Linked DNA regions of Dromaius novaehollandiae: region 2 is linked to region 1. A link is a contact called in public Hi-C data. All regions are on one chromosome and are shown on one strand. Each heading gives the region's core, a stretch centred on a gene start, on an enhancer-like site or on the middle of the called end of the contact. The rest is flanking DNA. Distances are from core to core; before and after follow the strand shown.

Evidence for each region. Hi-C and Micro-C count contacts between places; a contact is called where the count stands out from the background.
Region 2: a Hi-C map of liver shows a contact between it and region 1, with 2.9 times the contacts expected there. The contact joins the enhancer-like site here to the promoter of ADPRHL1 in region 1. A contact is called at or near these places in 3 of 4 Hi-C or Micro-C datasets (blood, brain and liver).

The regions. Positions count from the first base shown.
Region 1 is chr1:153,720,675-153,725,034 of bDroNov1.hap1, reverse strand. It overlaps ADPRHL1 (ADP-ribosylhydrolase like 1), which reads right to left and starts at 1,321. Exons shown (of 7, transcript XM_026096980.2): 1 at 818-1,321. The coding sequence starts at 1,031.
Region 2 is chr1:153,763,484-153,768,212 of bDroNov1.hap1, reverse strand. No RefSeq gene overlaps it. Among named protein-coding and RNA genes, the nearest start is that of GRTP1, 17 kb to the left of the region's middle. Within about 2 kb of position 1,577, at least 2 of the 2 cell types and tissues checked have open chromatin away from gene starts, as enhancers often do.

The DNA.
Region 1 (4,360 bases), core at 72-2,571:
GAACAGTTACTGTCTTCCTATGTATTTCTGTTGATGGGCTTGATGGTCTCAGAAAGCCTTGGTTCAGTTGGTAGAGTGTCAGTATAAATATCATGGCATGTTACAAAAGACTATTACTGCCTTAAGAAAAAACAAATGTACTCTTTCAAAATGTTGTGATTTTAGAAGACACGTGCTAATAACATTCACTATTTTGATATACTTTTTTATAAAACACATTTTAAAATATTTTTCTGGACAAAAGGTATAGAACTCTACTCATATAAAAAATTGTTCCTTCTCTGGCTTTGCAGGTGCAACCGCTTGTCTGAAAGCTGGCAAAGATGAGATAGTTCAAATGATTTTAGCCTGAAAGAGGTATTAAGGCAACTCTATGCCAAACTGAAGTTCTGAACACAAACATCTTAAAAATGTGCCTAGAACTATTCTTTTTACAGAAGAGTTTTAAACAGGTTTATTTCCATTGGTGGTATTATTCCCTGAAGTACAGTGTGCAGATTTTACTTTTTTTAATTATGCTGGACATGCTGTATTTTAATCTTGAAGCTTTAATCAGCATGGTAAACCTGTGGAAAACGTGAAGAGAGCTACTCCACACTAAAGAAATCAGATCTGCTTATTTTGTACAATGGTCAAAAGATCGTGCTTATCTAAAAGACAAGCTAATATATGTATATTATCATTCCTATAAGCAGCATTTAGGAACCTGACACAGTTTCTCACTACTTCCACAGCACTCAGGCTTATTTTAAGAAATCTAGCAGCTCTACAGTTTTGCTCCTTTCCGGATGGCATTCGCTAGTTCATTGTCACCTACCTGTGATGACGGCCTCTGCTGTAGCCATGTGCATGAGGGTATTGTCACTTACTGGCCATTTGTCTGGAGAGAGCACCAGGTTCTCGAGCCCTCCAATTTCCTTCAGCTCCTGCTGGATTTTTGCACCTAAAGCATTGTTTTCTCGGGAGAAATTTCGATAACCAAGAGCATCTCCTACCCCGGCCAGTACAAGTGCAGCCTTGAATTTATCCATCCCCGAGATACTTTCCACTTTCCTTTCGTGTGAAACAGCCACTGAATCGTGATCTTTCTTTGTTCCTTTGCCTTCAGCTCAGCTCCACTGACACTTTATATCAGCCATTGTGTCACTACAGAGAGCTCGCTCTATAAGGCAAGAGCTTCCTTTTCTGGCTTTGCAGATGCCGTCTCTTGCCTAAGACCCAATGCAGAGGAAATATTTCATCAGCCAGGGATTTTGCAGGGATTTTGTTCAATGGAACTGCAGGAGCATGCCCACAAAGTGAAGTGCAAAAACAGCACTTCTGCAACCCAGCATAAAGCAAGCCAGGAAATACCTAGCCCTACCCAGCATAAGTAACTCTACACCCAGAAAAACAGATGCCTCCACAGGGGTATTTATTTATTCAATAACTTGTAAATTAATATATTTTCCTTCACTTTTCTGGTATGATAGAGTCAGTGTCCCTTTTGGGGACTGATCAAGAAACTGAAAACAGTTGAATGTGATAAAAGACATTTCCAAACTCAGTAAATACTAGAATGATGGGCTGCATGGTAAGAGCCTCATAAAAAGCAGTAAACCTCTCACGTTTCTAACTATGCCCTATGGCAATGTTTTGTCATCTGCAGGCTCAGATGGGTTTGCAACTGACTTTGGACAAGTGACCCAGAAAGCTATCTGATTCCAAGATGACACAACTTTCTTGCTGTGCTCAACCTATAACAAGAATATCTTGCTAACTCACTGCACCCCTGGATAAACACTGAGCAAAATACCAACCTAAATCTTGCATCTCCTTGCTCTCTGGCAAAGGATGACATTTTCCTAAGCCAGAGCTCCAGTGCAGCCTACACTTCAATTCTGAAAGGAAACTATTTTGAAAGATGTGTTTAAATGGCATCCTGTGAGTCTAGGAAAGTTCACATATGAAGAAGTCTCAGTTAGTGAGAATGGAGAGTTTTAATACCATGCTTTCAACTTGATACTTTTGAGATTATTTGCTTTATTCTGTCATCACAGTTTTTTCTGTCCTCTGTCATTCAATACAAGAAGGACCGACCTCTGTAGTCTTGCAGCCTTTTAAACATGCTTTGCCCGCAAACATGTCGCAGTGTGGGCTCAACATCTTCCTTCAGGGCGGTTTATTGAGACAGACCCAAATCATGGTTCCCAGGCACCGTTCATGCTGTCCTAAAGAATCACAAATTACTACTTTACAGATAGAAATACAAGTGTAAATATAAACTTATCTAGATAAACAGAAAGCTTTGATTGGGTTGACTGTAATTTTGATACAGGATAGCAGGGGAAAGGTTTTGTTTTTCTTTGACCTTTTTCAGAAAGAAATGCTGGTTGCCATTTGAATGGAATAGGCCAAAAGTGTAAAGCATGCATCTTACTAACATTACCCAAAATGGTAAGCAGTTAATTGCATAACTGAATAATTTACACATATAAGAACACTACTTCACTTTACAAAAAGAACACACGGATGGAAGAGAAGCATCACCATCCTTATTCTACAGTATAAGATGCAAAATTGGTAAAAGTAGCCTCTTGTTTGTGAACCCTTGTTTTAATGATTAGGGTTTGGTTAACAGAAGTGCTGAGGCTCAGGAACTGGACCCTGAGAGTGTGTCCTTACTGCTAGCAACAAAGAACTCTAAACTGAAAAAGTGGTCAAAAATGACAGCTGTGCCTTAGGATGCCAGGACTACATAGGGACCAGAGGAGATGTGGAGCCAAGTACTCTATAGCGCGGATGTGGCCACAGGGCTCTAGAGGTGGCTAACCATGAGCTGTGTGGATGCAAGTCACAGCACTGCTTGGCTAGGAGAATAGAGATCACATCCCTGAACTGAGGCATTGAAACAACATAGAGGCAGCTGTAAAGATTTTGATCCTCAGGCTCAGCATGCCTAAAAATGAACATTTAGTTGTCAGAATGGACAACTAAAGCCAATGTAGCCTACCAAAACCACATCAGGCAAACGCATGGTAGCTTCCAATTTGATGTCTCAGGTACAGGTCAATGTATCCTTCTATGGTTCCCCTTCACTGCACAGAATATTGTGATCTGAAAGGACATGGGAATTCAACCTTGCAAATCAAGGACTAGAGAAATCACCTACTGACACACCACAGAAGGCTAGTAATGGCCTTATCAGATGAAATGTTTCTTTCTGAAAATGAGCAAAGTTATTCTTAGTTTTCCCATTCATCTCTTCCTCTAAACTGTGGCTAGCAATTGTGCTGCCCTGTTCCCTCCCATGGACTTTACCCTGTTGCCTGCATACTTGACCACCCATAACACAGCCCAAATCAGGAATAAAATCTTAGCTCTTAGAAATAAGGCTATAATGAAAACCCAGCCTTTATAAGTCAGAGAAGTTTTATTTTTCCAAGTCTATGAAGCAGAACATGCAGCAAAGAATTTAGGGGTTTTTTTTATTTTGTAAATTGCATATAATTTCTTCTTCATGTAGTATTTCCAGTTGCTTTTTGGCAAACTTTTTGGGCAGAAGTTAGGCACACAGATATCTACACTCAAAGAAAATAAAGATGAGATAATAATTTGTAAAATATCACACTTGCATATCTGAAACATAGCCAAAATACATAAACTCCATTAAGATCAAGAAGTATTCATTTATTATATATATTGTTGACAGGAAAAAACACAAAATAAATAAAGTTTGCAAAAAATGTTTGGTAAATGTTAAACGAGATAAAAATGCAGCTTTGGTCTCCTGTCATTACTGTCCATATAATTGGTTTAGGGCAGGGAAAATACAGAAGAAAATGAATGAGGAGCAGGCCAGGGGAAAGGCAACTTCTTGATGGTGGCAGCAAGCTGTTACTGCAGCTCAGTCATATTTGAAATTGTACCTGAAAACATTGAAGCATGCATTCAGTCTATGGGAAACTTGGCTTCGCAGTCCTCCTCTACCTGAGGGGATGTGAAGCAATTTTCCCTACCTCCTGGGAGAGGGCTCTTGCTCCATACAGGGACTGTTGTCTTTTATAAAAAAAATTAACTGGTGAATAGAGCACAAGCTGAGACTGCCATGTCACCACAAGGCCTTAAGCATTTTAAATAAGAGAGTAAGACGATATCCCAAGTGCTCCAACCGTGAGTGATGCTCCTGCTATTCAAACATACTGATTTGCAAAATGCTCTTGACTCCAAGTTCACCCATTCCAGGGATACAGAACCACATCCTAGACAAATAATCAATCTCAGTACCAGCTGGGTCTTCTCAGAGATTTGATTTCTTGCTTTACTTGCTGATTAGACTTGAGCCTATTTAATAAACCTTGTGAGACTTCTATCAGGAGCT
Region 2 (4,729 bases), core at 328-2,827, 43 kb before region 1:
GGATTATGAAAAACATATGGAAAACATTTTCTTAGAAGTATGTCATGATTCAGTGGGGACCAAGCTTAAAATTTTTGGCTTCCTGAGAGAATTTGGCTCATGATAGCCCAGAGATCAGTAACACTGCAAGTCATTCCCTGAATGTCTTGGGCCTTGCAGTGTTATCTTTTGTGTCAATCAGTCAATATGGGTACCTCTTTCTTCATGTCAGTGTATTACTAAAAACCATAAGAGGGAACCAGAAAATGAAATTATAGCATGATCATCACATACCTTCACTTTGCCTCCTGAAAGAGAAATCTTGATGATTTTATGCCATGGACTGTGGATGCTACTGAAGTGGGTGTTGAGCTTCCCGATTCCGTTTCAAGTAAGAAGGCTTAATATTTAGCCAAAGTTGTAATAGCATCATCTTCAGGGCAAAATCCTGATGCCTGGTAGACCATCGGTCATGCGTACGGAGTTATGCATCATGGGAGAGGCATTTGGGAAACTGGAAGGTTAACTCCTAGTTAGCCACTTCACACAGTATTTGCTTCTCAGGTTTCCCTAAGGATGAAGGGTTTTCCCCCTTTTTTTTCCCCGAAACAACCACTCCTCCAAATGGAAAACTCGCCATCTACAGGCCAGTACAACCACCCACAGGGACCCGGGAGCAAAACACTCCCACAAACTCAGGGACACCTTTGCTTGTGACAGTCTTAGGATTTCCTCTTCTTTTACGCACCAGTTAGTAAAGGGAAATTGCCCTTTGGATGTTTTCCCAAAGAAGTTTAGAGTTTCTGCCTCTGGAGCTTAATCCTATCCCAGTGGATTGTTTCAAAAACGCAGAAGCAATAGGCTTGATGGTATTCTTCTATATTGGGCTTCTTCTTCCTTTGCTAACACAGTGTCATCATGCATGGTCCATATCTGGGGCTGCAAGGAGAGAGCAAGCTGCAGGGCTTCTGCCCCCTTAGCCTCCCCATCCTGGGCCGTAACAGCCTCTCCCTGCTCCATTAGCTGTCACTAATCATCAATGGTTTCCCCATGAAATGTGGTTTTGATTGGAACATTCTGTTTCTTCAGAATAGTTTTATTTTTTAAAATAATGTCTTCAGAATAATTTTTTTTCCATGGGAACATGTTTTATTTTGGAAAGATACCAAAACACAGTGTTTCAGGAAGTGTGAACTTTCCTTATCAGGATGGAGGAACATTATTAGAACACATTTTTCTATTTGAAACAAATTTCAAGGAGAAAAGTTACCATATTTTAGTGAGTGTCATATTGTAGTACCCAGGAACTACAGTCACAGCCAATTAACAGTAAAAAGTCAAAAACCAAAAGAAGATGCTTTATTTTTATAATTCTCTTTCAGCTCAGCACTTTAAAAAATACGAGGAAATGGAAGAAGTCTCAGCTCTGCTCCATTTGGAATAAAGCTGCTGAACAGAAAACACACCGAGTCCCACTCCCCCAGCAACAGCCTGTGGAGGATTTATAAACACAGAGGAAACAGGGAGTCTGCAGCCCTGCCTTTGCCAGGCTTGTAAACTGTGTCCTAAATACCATCATGCAGCACGCTAATGAGAAACAGCAGAGCCTTGTTAGTGCTGTATCTCCTACCCAGTGTGCAGGCTTAGCCCCACTGCTCCTGGCAGCAAGACTGAACCGTGTTTGTCACAGTCTCATCCAGCCCTTATCAGAGGCTGGTGTCTTGTCCCACATGGGGTTTCTATTGGTGCAATGGGAGCTGCACCACTACCGTTAAATTACTGCGAGGGCAGCCACCAAAGGAGATGCTGCCCGGCAATAGCCGTCAAAGCTGCAGGAGAGTTTCACTGCTGGTTGACTTAATGCGCCCTTGCAATCTTTCATTAGCCACATGGCACTCAGTGATCACGGTGGTGATCTCATTGCCTTCAGAAATGACGTTGAACTGTACTTCAGACCCTAGAAAATGGAAGCTTATCTCATCTTAGTTTAGCAAATTTTCAGACACCTGGTTTTTAATTTAAACTTGAGTTTTGAAAGGAGAAAACATAAAGACCTGATTTTATGTTTCCGTTTGTCTGGAGTTGTGCACTGGTTGTGTACATTAGACAGCAGTGGGCACTCTTTTTGAATAGATAATTTGGTGAACCAGGTTTTAAGTATAAAACTAAGCCTCGACGTTGAGCTTTTTAAAAGGGAAAACCTGGAGGTTGTGCTTGTGCCACGTTTCGGCTTTCACATCGATTCTGAAAATGAGCAACTAAAGTTAATAGACATGACAAATGTGATCTTCAATCTGAGCTTTATCATAACTTGGAAATTTCAGTGGATAGCTTGGTCCTAGCTACATAGATGATACGTCTGCATACATACACTTGGAGCAGACTGCCCTGTCCCAAAGAACTTGTATACCAAACATACAAAAAATGGCAACCAGATGAGGAAAAAAATCATTGTTACTCTTTCCCATTACACAGATGGAGAAGTAAGGTATAGAAAGAAGTGGATTCTTTTGAAATCAGAAAGAATTATTATATTAGGAAAAAAAATATCAAGACTTACCTGCATTTTATTATATTTTCTTAGGAACAGCTTGTGCTAAAGTACTCACTTCCATGTGGTATTCCATGTGGTATTTCTACGAGTCTGTTTCTTCTAAGTCTTAAAGATATATAGCTTCTTACTGACTCCTACCAGGAGTCATACTCTCAGGCACTTTACACACATGCTTTATGCCATGTGCAAATACAGGTTTTACAAGCTGGTGGAAGGAAACATTAGAGGAACATTAGAAGGCCCCAAACAACTGCTGGCATCATTTTGAGTAGTTGTAGGGGAGCAGCAACTTGACTACAGATACAGCCAAAAAAAGCGCTGCTGGTTTAAAAGAGCGTGGTCTGAAATCCACACTCTCCTGAGGGTATCTCCAGGCTTGGTTTGCCTCCAGGGAGTGGTGGCTAGCCTTAGAGGCCCCAGCATGAGTCAAAGCCCTCCAGAACTCTCCCTTGCCTTTGCTGGAAAGGCAATGTGCTGGGCCCACAAATGCTTGCAGTGTTTTATGCACCGGTAGAGGGCTCAAACCGCAGCGTTGCCCAGTTTTGTATGTCTTTGTTATTTTCATCTTCTGAACACACACAAGGAAGACTCAGTCATACAAATAAATAACACACATAAAAAGGAAAATGGTTTTATTCTGGAATCTGTATGACATGACAATGGTACAGACTTTCTTCTTACATGATGGGTGTAATTTAAATGAGTCTAAGAAAGATGTCTCTTTGGGGACTTCTGTCCTTCTGCAGATAAATTTCCTTGAGTCTGAAGATATTTAGAGCTGAGAGACATTTGGTGGGACCTTATTTGGTTGCTTGGATCACCGCTGCCCGCACTGTTCCCATTCTTTAGAAGAATGAAAGATTTCAGTAGCCAGGGCTAGCAATGCAGGGCTGTGGTTGGATAATCCTCTGTATTTGTACAGATCCCAAGGACACAAGTATTTCATCCTAAAGAGATAACTTGACTAAACATGGTTGTTTCTTGGTCAGGATGAACTGGCTGTGAGGTGTCCTATAGTTTTGTCTCTCTGATTCCTTGAGGAAGTGTTGAGGAGCAGAGAGATGGGAAGGACTTGCCTTCTTTTTCGGAGGCATCTCAACAAGGTAAAAGCTCTCCCACGTCCCGAGTGGTCTTAGAGATTTCCCTCTTTCCTGTCTGCTGTGGTGCCGGCCAAAAAACATAGAGTCTGCAGGTGGTGGTTGCAGTTCCTTGTGGTAAAAGCAACCTGCTTTGGCTGTATTCACGCACAGGGTTCCTGCATACCAGCTTGCTCCCACAAACCAATCCTTCTGTTCGCAGGCTTTTTTTGTAGGTGCAGAGGGCAAGCATCTGCCTGGGAAACTCTCCTGCATTTCAGAAATCTGGGTGTTCCAAGAACTTCATTTTTTTTAAAAAGGGGTTTTGGGTGCCTAACATGAGACACCTTAAAAGGAGCTTGATTTTTAGAGAGCAAGTGCTGAGCACTTCCTGAAAAATCAGAGCCTTTTAATTAAGTGTCCCATGTTAGATATCCAGCGTCACTAGCCATTGCTGAAAATATGGACCCTAACAGCTAGTTGCTGCCTTTTTGAAGGTAACCAGTTCAGTGCATAATAGATTTTTATGGCTTTATTATCTCAGGAAATTTTCCCTCTGGCAGCCTGTTCCTGCTGTTGAGTTACACACATCATTGAAAGCCTACTGTAGTACTGGCTTGCCAAGTGAAGTTCACACCATTTTACATGACTGCTCTTGCATCTATAACTCAGTAGAATATAAGCAACTGAAGGTACACTAAGGACAAGCCACGTACAGTAAAAGAAGGTGCGTAGCAATTCCCAAAACTTTTTTCAGGTCCTTCAGGTCATAAGGGAGAAATATATTGACCTGCTGATTTTTTTGCTATTCAGTACAAAAGGTCGTTTAGTTGGCAGGAAGGCAGATGCCTAGCAAGATTTTTTTCTATATTGAAAGTTCTCATCAAGGAGTGAAAAATGATTGATTCTATAAAAAGAGATGCTCACAGAAATGAAAAAGAGCAATAAGACTTAGAGGGCATAGCATGTTTTGGAAAGCACATAGTGAGTGAAGTAGTTAAAAAGGTTTCTGCTATAGCTGATTATACACGTGCTTATTTCTAAGGTAACAGATATTTCCGTTAAAGCATACAACAGCAGCCGCCTCCCCTCAAAAGCTATAGAGAGCCCCAGTTATTGC